2 separate regions of the Mus musculus genome follow, and region 1 is linked to region 2. Evidence: chromatin contacts called from public Hi-C data. All regions are on one chromosome and are shown on one strand. Each heading gives the region's core, a stretch centred on a gene start, on an enhancer-like site or on the middle of the called end of the contact. The rest is flanking DNA. Distances are from core to core; before and after follow the strand shown.

What was found. Hi-C and Micro-C count contacts between places; a contact is called where the count stands out from the background.
Region 1: a contact with region 2 is called in a Hi-C map of CD8 T cells, with 1.5 times the contacts expected there. The contact joins two enhancer-like sites. A contact is called at or near these places in 3 of 39 promoter capture datasets (the C10 cell line, the HPC-7 cell line and cranial neural crest), 8 of 484 Hi-C or Micro-C datasets (CD4 T cells, CD8 T cells, the MNK3 cell line and 5 more) and 2 of 115 datasets of contacts at active chromatin or transcription factors (CD8 T cells and bone marrow-derived dendritic cells).

The regions. Positions count from the first base shown.
Region 1 is chr1:106,645,993-106,651,839 of GRCm38.p6, reverse strand. All of the region lies in intron 1 of Bcl2 (B cell leukemia/lymphoma 2), which reads left to right. Among named protein-coding and RNA genes, the nearest start is that of Gm37053, 34 kb to the right of the region's middle. Within about 2 kb of position 4,264, at least 26 of the 459 cell types and tissues checked have an H3K27ac peak or open chromatin away from gene starts, as enhancers often do. A contact at or near this core is called in CD8 T cells and regulatory T cells, where this site is marked.
Region 2 is chr1:106,548,065-106,553,913 of GRCm38.p6, reverse strand. All of the region lies in intron 1 of Bcl2 (B cell leukemia/lymphoma 2), which reads left to right. Among named protein-coding and RNA genes, the nearest start is that of Mir3473f, 4.4 kb to the right of the region's middle. Within about 2 kb of position 3,128, at least 4 of the 459 cell types and tissues checked have an H3K27ac peak or open chromatin away from gene starts, as enhancers often do. A contact at or near this core is called in CD8 T cells and regulatory T cells, where this site is marked.

The DNA.
Region 1 (5,847 bases), core at 3,015-5,514, 97 kb before region 2:
TTTTTTTTTTTTTTTGGTTTTTCGAGACAGAGTTTCTCTGTATAGCCCTTGGCTGTCCTGGAACTCGGCTTCAATAGACTCTTATACAGAGTTCTCACTCTCTTCAAACCCAACTCCTGACCAATTGAGTTCTGTTCTGTTCCTCAGGACTAAGGGACTGTTCTGCCCACGCTGCCCTGCTGATCAAGGTGACCCAAAGTCATCCCCTGACAACAGTGCTCTACTGAGTCAGAAAGCTCTACAGACTAATAGCTACTCAGAAATCCTTGGATAAAATAATGCCTTAAAGTCTTAAATTATAGCCTCAAACAATTTACATAATAAATCAAGAGTTTGGGAATCCAAGGAGTATTAGCATGTTTTGGGTTTTGTTGCTAGGGAACTTGGCCTCGGACTTCAAATGATGTATTTCTCTTCATTGCTCTCGCGCTCTCTCTCGCCCTCTCTCCCTCCCTCTCTCTCTGAAAACAACTGAGTGCTTTCATGTTTGGGACCATAGGGAAGGACTTAGTAGGTTATGCATTTATCCGGTGGACGACGTAACTGAGCATATTTACTTTTAATGTGACTGAAGAAAAACAGCAGATGAGCAGTAGCCAGGCACATCCAAGGCATAACTAATGCATCAGGTTCCTGGAACATCTGCGTTCAAAGGTTTGGTCTTCATCAAAATGCTCCAAGGTGATTTTTTTTTTCAAGAGAGAAAGGTGGAGGCAGCCAGCCGTGGAGATGGGTAGCAGACAGTTACCTAGCAGATGTGTCTACTGAATATAGCTTTAACTCGGTCCATGATCTCTCTTGCATGGGAGGTTAGTTGGAAAAGTTCTAGTAAAGGTTACACAATAAAAATGGAGTCATTTAGTTCTTTCTGTTCAGTACAGCTTCATACAGAGAGTGGGGTTCTGAGCTGTGATTCTATTTGTTGTTGGCATAATTGCCCCTGCTTTAGACGTCTTTTGCCAGGGTGACAAAAGTCCCTTCAGTGTGGGGTAGAAGGCTCTGGCTGAGTCTAACCTGATTATAAGCTAGTCTCTGGATGGTGGCTGGCTGGAAGGGATTACTTGGGGAAACCTGAGGCCAGGATGCAAATAAAGGCAAAGTTTCCCCTTAGGTAATGGCAGCAGTCAGAACTAGACAGCTGATAACATTGTTCTGTTTCCTGTGTTCCTGTGTGATCCCCCCTTAGGCATTTCATTCAGGTCTCATCCACCTGGCAATGCTGATGTGCCAGGAACTGGCAAGGGGCACCCCAGCTTCCCCAGGGCTGGGTGCAAGCAGTCCTCAGCGAGCCTTCTCTGCATGTGATTGTCTCCCCGAAGTTGATTCTCTCTTCATGTCATATTAGGGACAGTAGCAGGCCGCCCTTGCACAAGGGCTGCGCAAGCCTCCATGGGTGGTGACAACATTTTGTCACAACCTTCTGAGTGGCCGAGTTCAATGTGGGCATTCTTCTTAGAGGCATAATGACAGCCAGGAGAGTCACAGCCTCTTTCTACTACACAATAAAGACCCTTCACCCATGCCGTGGGCGATCACTTAGAATCTCATTTTGTGGATTTGATAAACATGATGAGCAACCGTTTGTAAGAAAGCATTTTTGTGAGGTTTTCTGATAACAGATGGTTAAATGTTTGAAGTTTTGGCTGGACCACGTTTTCTATTTGTAATCTACTAAAGGAATTCACTGATAAGTCCTCTCCCTTTCTGTGTTCATTATAGTCAATTCTTAGTCATCAAAGTCAGTATAGAAAATCACTCATGATACAAACCTAGGAATGGCCTCAAGATAATTTGTATTTGATTTTGAGTTAGAACCAGCAGGCATGTAACATCCATGTGCTCAAACATTAGCCTGCTGTGAGGCCCAGTCGATGCTACCCATCTTGTCTGCTTTCTTTGTGAAGACAGGGAGGGGGTGTGTGGAACTGATACATACGTGGTACAGGAACAGGCACAGCTGGGGCCAGGATAGCAGGAGAAGAAAGTAAGTGCCAATCCTCACAGTATAATTAGGTATGGTGGAGATAGTAGGCCAGTATCCTTCTGGAAATATCACAGGAAGATTTTATGGATGCTTTTTAAAACATTAAATAACACCTATGTGTGATTAAAACAACAACTGGAAAGACTTTTAATGAAAATTAACTACCCTGCATCACCTGGCTGGCTCCTCTCTTAAGCCTACTTCGTTCAGATAGCCTTTATGTTGCTATAGCTGTTTATAGGTCTTCGGGTGAGTACCTTCATCTCTGTAATGGCACAAGTCTACCCTGCACACTCATCTCCCTGGGCTGCTAAGTACCGTACACTGGGTGCACAGCAGAGACCAGCAGGTTGCTTGGTCTCCTGATCTCCAGGTTGGGAGTCCAGAGTCCAGAGTGAGCAAGGTCATCTTTGCCGAAGGCTCCAGAAAGGATTCTTCCATGCCTCTTCCAGCTCTTGCTGGTGACCATTCATCCTTGATATTCCAGTTGCTTGTCCTGCAGGTCTCTGGCTTCTTAAATTAAAAAAGAAAAGAAAGAGAAAGTTTGTGTGTGTGAGTGTATGTCTGTGTGTTGTAGTTTCACTGGCATGTCTGTGTACATGTATGTGGAGGCCAGAGGTCAAGGTCAAGTGTTTCCCTCAATTGTTCTTCACCTTAATTTTGAGACACAGTCTCTTACTAACCTGAACCTCATTGTTTGGCTCGAGGAGCTGCACAGCCCCAGGGACCTCTTGTCTTCTACCTCCCAAGCACTAGAGTTACAAATGAATACAGTAGTGCTGGGGACCAGAACTCACACACTTGCATGGCAAACTCTTTACCAATGGATCCATACCCCCCAGCCCTATGTCACAGCCTTGAAATCTTTTCCTCCTCCTGGAAGGACTCAGTCATACTAAATTAGAATGTTGTAGTGTACCTAATATCTTCAAAACTTTGCTTCCGAATCCAAACATGTGCTCAGGTAGCAGACACTTGAATGTGTCTTTTGGGAGTTCATCATGAAACCATGACACCACTGCTTATCACACAAACAGTTGACTGTGTTGTCTTCCATTTAAGGTAAATGGATTTTTCTCTCTTATTCTGCCCTATTGCCTTCCCAAGGCTTCCATTCCTTTACTCCCCTCCAATCCAATCCCTGTAACCTCATTTCTTATTCCCTTCTCCATGCAGAGCATAATGCATTAAAAACACAAGCACATTTGTTTCTGTATTTCCCACCCCACCCCCTCCTGACAGGCAGCCTCACTGTGGATGGCGCCTGTTATCTTCCTTACCTCTATGGTTCCCTCCTCTGACATTGGTACTTTCAGTGCAGAATAACTCACTATTTGTCCATCAGTGCTGTGGGTAAAATATTGAATTTGAAAATCACTGAGGTTTGTGTTCTTTGTTAGTATGACTGAGTGCTGGGTGCATTGGCTCTGCATGCTGTCTGAGTTTTAGTTAAAACACTTTGTACTATTTGTGGAGTGACAACATAATTTCTGTTTGCATAGTACTTTAGAATCTTCATTTTCTTTGATGTTAGATGGTGGTGTAGTTATCTAGCTCTGAATTTGGAAACATCATTTATTGGTACATTGAAATCCTCCTGTATTACAAACTGAAATGAGGCTTGGTCCTCTTATAAAATATTTGATCACACAAAGGCAGTAGCCACATGGATCTCTAATCTTTGTCTGTTCCTGAGATTCTAGCATCAGGTGACTGAAATTGTGGGAAGCAAACTACCAGATTTCAAAACCCTCTCCTTTTTTAAAAAAATTGAATATAGAAATAAAAATTTGAACAGCTATAGAGATATAACTTCTTACCTCGCTCAATTGCAAAGTTATTATTTATTTTCACTAGTAAATAAGGAATACTTAATATGTGCCACAAAAATAGAAATAGCTTGTCTTGGAATAAGTTGTATAATTTTAAAATTGAATGAATGTAACTTTAAAAACCAAACAGACAAAACCAAAAAAACACCTTACTTCTTTTGCCAAGGTTTTTTCATTTGATGTAGACTCATAGCATCCAAAAGATCACACGTGTTTCCTTGGAACCTCATTTTTCTATTCTGTTATCCATACATACTCATGTACATGATTTTAATAGATGTAGAGAAAGCTGGTTCCATAGGGACTCATGTTGGAGATACGCAGGCAAGGGCAGGCTTATGTAGGTTGGGTCAAATCATTTCTGCCTCACCCACAACTGTAATCAGACCGGCATAGCCTTGATTATGTGCCCTAATGCTTGACAGCTGGCATTTCTGAAGTATGGTGTTAGATGTGAGCCTTAGTTGAGTTCGGAGTTGAGTCTGTCACCTTTTCCTGTGTGGTGCTTCAGTGACTCACACTTTCCTGTGTGTATTTCTTTTTTCTTTCACTTTTTTTTTCTCCATAAAGTGATGTACCTGGGCAAATCTTACCAAAGTCATTTTGTAACTTGAGTTGAGGTGACTGATAAAAGGTTGGCTTTCAACCTGTACACAATGAAAGCAGTTTTGTAGACACTAAAATCTGAAGAAACTGAGACTATTGAGTGTGTCTGTTGATTAACCAACCAGTAGGCCACCTCCTTGCCTTAATGTAGAGTTTGGGACATTAGTTGATTAGGGTTAGTTTATTTCATTGCCACTTTTGGTAGAATTTAGTTTTTAAAAGTTAATGGTATTGCTTTTTAACTTTTTTTTGATAATTTTCTTTATTTACATTTCAAATGTTATCCCTTTCCTGGTTCTCCCCCTCCCTGAAATCACCTATGCCACCCCCCTCCCCCTGCTTCTATGAGGGTGTTCCCTAGCCCACCCCCACCTCGCCTCCCTAGAATTCCCCTACACTGGGCATCAAGCCTTCACAGAACAAAGGGCCTCTCCTCCCATTGATGCCCCCACAAGACCATCCTCTGCTACATATGTGGCTGAAGCCATGGGTCCCTCCATGTGTATTCCTTGGTTGGTGGATTAGTCCCTGGAAGCTCTGGGGGTCTGGTTGGTTGATATTGTTGTTCTTTCAATGGGGTTGCAACCCCTTCAGCTCCTTCATTCCTTTCTCTAACTCCTCCATTAGGGACCCCATGCCCAGTTCAATAGTTGGATGCGAGCATCTGCCTCTGTATTTGTCAGGCTTTGGCAGAGTTTCTCAGGAGACAGCTGTATCAGGCTCCTTTTAGTAAGCACTTCTTGGCATCCACAATAATCTCTGGGTTTGGTGACTGTATATGGGATGGATCCCAAGGTGGGGCAGTCTCTGGATGGCCTTTCCTTCAGTCTCTGCTCTACACTTTGTCTTCGTATTTGCCCTCATTAGTATTTTGTTCCTCTTTCTAAGAAGAACCGAAGTACCCACACTTTGGTTTTCCTTCTTCTTGAGCATCATGTGGTCTGTGAATTGTATCTTGGGTATTCCGAGCTTTGGGACTAATATCCACGTATCAGAGAGTGCATTCCATGTGTGTTCTTTTGTGATTGAATTACCTCATTCAGGATGATATTTTCCAGTTCCGGCCATTTGCCTAAGAATTTCATGAAGTCATTGTTTTTAATAGCTGAGTAGTACTCCATTTTGTATATGTACCACATTTTCTGTATCCATTCCTCTGTTGAAGGACAACTGAGTTCTTTGCAGTTTCTGGCTATTATAAATAAGGCTGCTATGAACATAATGGAGCATGTGTTGTTGTTATATGTTGGAGAATCTTTTGGATATATGCCCAAGAGTGGTATAGCTGAGCCCTCAGGTAGTAATATGTCCAATTTTCTGAGGAACCACCAGACTGATTTCCAGAATGGTGTATCAGCTTGCAATTCCATCAACAATGGAGGAGTGTTCCTTTTTCTCCACACCCTCACCATCATCTGCTGTCAC
Region 2 (5,849 bases), core at 1,879-4,378:
GCCAGTGTGCCTTGAAATGCATCTGGTTTTATTCATGCTGAGTCTTTCCAGGTGAACTGAGCTAAATTATAAACTACAAAACAAAAGCAGATTTTCCTGAGCGCACCCACATGGAACACACTGAGTTTACCACCGTGTATCAGCCCCTGACTGAGACAGAGAAGACGTAATCACCCTTCTTTTTACTGATGGCTGGATTGATGGGCCATCTTGGTCATTTTGACCGTCACAGAGTGAATGAATGGTTCCCTGGGCTGCAGAGTAGGAGGCTGGGAGTAGGTTGAGACTTGTTATGTCTTAAGGGATACTTTGGAGTGGGCTATTAGGCTTTCAGAAGAGTGTGAGACTTATTTGTCCTAGACCAAAACCTGTAGGAAGAGCCCATCCTGTGAAAGCCACAGCTGGTCTGGGACAGATGTTCCAGGTGCTATAGGTCTTCCATGAAAGCGTTATGGAGCCAATATGGTGTGGAATTTCCAGAAGAGACATCCAGTCTTAAGAGACACTTGCAGGCCAGGTATGGCTGGGAGCTGCCAGTGCCTAGCAAATGTCCCCTATGGGAAGAGCGTCTCCTTTAAGCTCCTTACTGGAACGTATCCCATCCCAGGGTTGAACTCATTTTCAGCAAATCCCCATTAGGAAACTCGGGTGCTTTGTACCTCCTCCCACCATCCTCAGTCAACACTTGCTGATTTAAACACGTGAAAAATCAAACATTTGGCTCCCAGCTCTGGTCCTCCCTGTTTAATCAGTGAAGAGCCCCCTCTTGTCCCTGCCTCTCTCCCCAGCAGCGGTATACTGATGACAGTGATTAGGCCAAGCTGCAGAACTTCATAAGCATGCGCTTTCAGTTCCCATTTTTGGCATATTTTCATGAATTAACTCTTGCAGTGACATGCTAGGCCATGCCACGTGTTCACAGGCCCCATGGCGGGTACAGTGGAACACTGCATGTGTGGCCCAAGAAATGACCTACAGGGTGAGTGTTTCCAGCTGCCACTGGTTCTGTGGAGTATCAGCAGCGCTTGCGGTCACTCTCATATACAAAGGTAGACACTGGGGCTTGTGGGATGATGCCAAGAGACAAGGAGGTGAGTGAGCACACAGTAGCCACAGATCCCAGGAAAGTCAGTGGTGGGTCTATCAAAATGCTAAACTGCACATGAGGCACGGAGAATCCCATCTGGCACCCAGGACAAGCAGAGTTTCACACTTTTCTCCCAGTCTGAGGCACAATAATTAAAATTAGCATGAAGGCCAGGCACAATAGTGAATGCCTGTGATCACAGCTACTTGGGGTACTGGGGTGGAAGGACCACTTGACCTGACTTGAGACCAACCTCCTAACATAGTAAAACCCCGTCTCTTGAAAACAAAGAAATGGTACACTAGGTCCCCTATAGAAACATAGGGTGTGGGGAGGCTGGAGAAGAGCTCAGAGAATCACTGGAGACAGGGCCTTCTCCCACACCAAAAGGTCAGAGGCCCTAGCAGAGGGGCCTGAGCCCAGGGAGCTCTGAGAGGAGCAGGGGCCTGTGGAAGCAGAGTGCAATGCAGATGGACCACTCTGAGAGGAGTCTGGAGGTTACTGCCTGCAACGTTATACTGACATATATTCTGGCATGCACCAGCACATCCCAAGCCATATCCCCAAGGATGCATGAGAAACAGAGAAGATCTTGACTGTGCATATCCAAGTAGTGCAACAGTTTGCAGAGGAAGGGAATGTAAGGCCTGCACAAATCTGAGCCTCTCACCTCATATCGAAGAATGCTCAGCTGGCCTGAATCCTCACCCAGAATAAGTCTGTTGAATGAAGCATCCTACCACAGTTAGCTTGGATAACACTGGGGGAGACAGTCAGAATGAAAGGAATCTCCCTAGCCCACAAACCACTGGGAGCAGAGCTAGAGAATCAGACACCCTGTCCAATTGCATAGAGTGTAAAATTGTTAACTATCCCCCTCATGGATTGTAAGAAAGACAGGTTTTTAAATATAGTTCACATGCCAGGAAATTCCACTTGCTATGAGCAATTCATTTTTTTTTAGAATATTCAAAAGGTGTTACAACTATTACACTAATTCCAGAACACATTTTTTTTATCAATCTAAAAGGACTTCTGTACACATTGACAGTTATTCCATAGTCCTCCCTCTCTCCAACTCCTGACAACAATTCATCTGATTTCTGTCTCTAAAACGTACCCTTTGGGACATTTCCTATAAAAGGAATTATGCTGCACTTGAACCTTTATGTTAATCCTTTCATGTTTAGCTTTTGCTTCAAGGTTCACCCAGCATATAGTACATAGCAGAGCCTCATTCCTTTATGGATAAATAATATTGCAGTGTGTAGGCCCAGGATATTTTGTCTATTGATCAGTTAGCAGATAGCTGGACTATTTCTTCTCTTTGGCTATTTCAAATAATGCTGACGTGAATATTCATGTACAGTTTTTATATGAGCATATGCTTTCAATTATATTGATTATATACTAAACTCTTGGTTCATGCAGTAGCTCACTATTTAAAGATCCATCAAACTGTTTCCTTCCGTGGCTATTGCCTTTTATATTCCCAGTGCCACTGTGTTAAGGCTCCAACACTCTACACCCTCATCAACACTTGTTACTGTCCATTTTAGGAATTACAGTCATCTTAGGAGTTCTAAAGTGCCAGCTCACTATAGTTTCCACAGCAGTTCCCTAACAACTTATAATATTAAGTATATTTTCATGTTCTTATTGGTCACATCAGGGTCATTTAGTCCATTCAAAGTCTTTGCCTATTTTTCAGCTTGGCTAGCTATCTTTTTATGACCTAATTGTAGTAAGATTCATGCACATCATACTTTCTTAAATAGTACAATAACGTAAACTGATATTCTCCCCCAAATAATAACATGTTGTAAATCCAAAGCTAGAAATGATCGCATTCCAGGAAGGGCTCTGGCCAAAGCTGAATGCAGAAAGGGAAATGGAGAGCCTTTTCCAGGGCCACTAGGACGCAGGCTACAGTGGGCAGAGTGGGTGAAACACCCTAAAAAAGGCTACTCTGGTTTAAATGTAAAACAGCCCACAGAAACTCATTTGTTGGAGCATTTTGTCTCCAGTGGGTGGTGCTGTTTTGGGAGGTTGTAGAACCTTTAAGAGGTAGGGCTTATCAGGAGTGGAGACGGGCCTCCAGCCCACTCGGTGCCTTGCTCTGCCTCTTGCTCTGCCAGCCTGTTAGCAAGCAGCTTCACACTCCTGCCACCATGGCTTCCCTGTCATGATGGACAGCATTCCCCAACTCATGAGTCCAAAGAAATCCATTCTCTGTTCCAGTCAGGTAACTTAGCACACTAACAAGACAACTGGCACCAGTGCCTTCCACTGAGGCCCTGCAGCATGTTGTAAGTCTCCTGGCCAAGACTCTGCAGGGTCAGTAGGCCTACATGCACCAAAAGCTTTGAGTGGAAAGCTACCCTGAATTTTTAGAATATTACCAAAAAACTATACGATAGAGACAAATCATATTTAAAGTCTTCTTAGTGCCTTCCACAAAATCATGATTGGTGTCGAAATGAACAAGCAGGCTGACGATGAGATGCCAAGGCTGGGTACAGATGGAGCCTTCAGTCTCTTTTGTGATTAACTTGGTGAATGGAAGGACATAGCTGTAACTCTATACCCATTTCCATGTGTGCCTTTCATACCTCCCCATGCATGAGGGACCTGAACCACAGCTGGATGGGTTGTTCTTCCTGCAGCATCTGCAGAGCTGGTGCACATCACAAGCTTGTATCTGTGCTTCTCCCCGGGTCGTTTCTCACCCAGGCAAGTCAAGTGGTGGGTGAGCCAAGGAACCCTTCAAGTTCCTGCCCAGGGCTTTGGCCATGTCTGGGGTGTGAGACTCCTGTAGCAACTGGATATGTCTGAGAACACCCTTGGACCTGGTATCCTTTGACCAGCCTTTTGGCTGCATGATCTCTAGTACCTCACAGATACCTTTGTAAGTTACTTTCAAACTGTTCTGCTCAAGAAATGAGGTGGTCTTCACATTTCTCATCTTGTGCCCTCTTTGGCTCCTGAGATCCACCCGTTCATTTGCATCCTACCTAGATTTTCATAACAAAATATCTTCCAAACTTCTCTGGCCCAACCCATTGCAGGCAGTTTTATTGTTTTTTGTATTTGGGCTTTTCATCTCTTGTCATTTGTCCAGCAGGTTTCAAGTTACAACCAAATGATGCTTAGATTAGGTTTCCTTGTATGCATGTCTTTGGCCTATGCTTCAAAGAGCCCTGCCTTCCAGGCCCAGAGCCTCTCCAAGATTGAGTTGCATTGACTGAGCAGTGGCGACTCTGAGGAAGAAGAGTGGCACTTCTCATGCCTCGCCAATGCGTTCCTCTACCGCCTGAGGCCAGGCAGCTGTGTGGACTTCAGCTCGGTGTTCACACGCTGTTTTTTTCCTTTCCTTTTCCCTCAGACCTGAATTCAGTATTTTGGGAGAATAGGGAAGGCTCAAGAAGCAAAGTCACAGGGAAGCAAGCCACTGACAAAGCTAGCCTTTTCTTCAGAGGGAACCCTCAGGGCCCAGTTAGCACATGTGGCTGCAGAGGAAATCCTGCTCAGCCAAACGATAAGAAGGAAATGGAGTCACTTCCTCACCAGATGCTTCACTCAGGTAGAAAAAAAGCCTCCACTTCCTTGTGAGTGCCTGCTTCTGCTTCCGCTCAGAGCCAAACCTGATGTCAAAACAATCACGGCTTCCTTGTCCTCAGGGAGCACTTCCGGACTCTACCAATCGATGACTTGTGTTCTTGCTGTCATCTTTATCCCTTCTCTCACTGGCATCCTCTTGAGCCCAACAGTTTAATATCAGCAAATAGTCAATGTTGGATTTGCATGTCTCCTAAGATTCAGAAGCGCCAGGCTTCTATATGTCTGCCTGAATGTCCAGAAATAGCCTAGTTTTATGTAGCAAAGACCTCAATGGCCTGGATTGTTGTGCATTTGTAGAGAGAATCTTATAAGTATGTCTTTCCAGTGTGGGTAAGACACTACAGGTGTCCCCAATGGAGGGCAAGTTGTCAAACGCTACCCTGGATACCTGCCTCGCAGAGGTTCACAGGGAATGAAGGAGGAAGTGATATCATGCTTAGCAACCATGCAGCACAGAAGCTGACCAGAGAGTAGATGATGTGCAGTGCCCTTGTGAGCTGGCTGAGCCCCTCCTATGGGAAGGAACTGGAGGTGACTGCAAAGACCAGCAAGTTGGCCTTCACATGTTCTTTCTCTTAAAGATGCCCATTAGATTGGATTTGGAAGTCTTGCTATATAATTAAAGAAATCAGTTTCTTCCACTAATGTGTGTATGTCAAATGGCTAGTGGGTGACAGACCACCAGGGATCCAGAGAGAAATAAAATAAAAACCCGCAGCCCCAAATGCTAATGGTTGGATGAGACAGTCATGGAAATAGATGATATTTATGCCATAGGGGACAAGGAACTCCTTCAGCTTAGTGTTGAAAATGTCTTTTCTGGGTCTCTGAATGAGCAAGTGTTTGCTGAAAAGCAGAAGGAACTGAGAAACAGCGGCCTGGGCCAGAGCCTAGACACTGGACGTGAAGAATCTGATCTTAGAAAATCAGCACGGAGGTGAGGGGTTTGTAACTAGATGGCTCATTCTGGCTACAGGAAGCAACTGTTTAATGTGGAGCCCAAGGCTGGAGGCAGAGGACGTGGATTGGAAGCCACAACAGACTTATGAGAGGCAGTGATGGAGACAGAAGTTTGTGTTGGTGGCCATCAGTGTTGAGGCCATCAGCCCTCCCTCCCAGGCCTTTCCCCTGCATTGGTAAC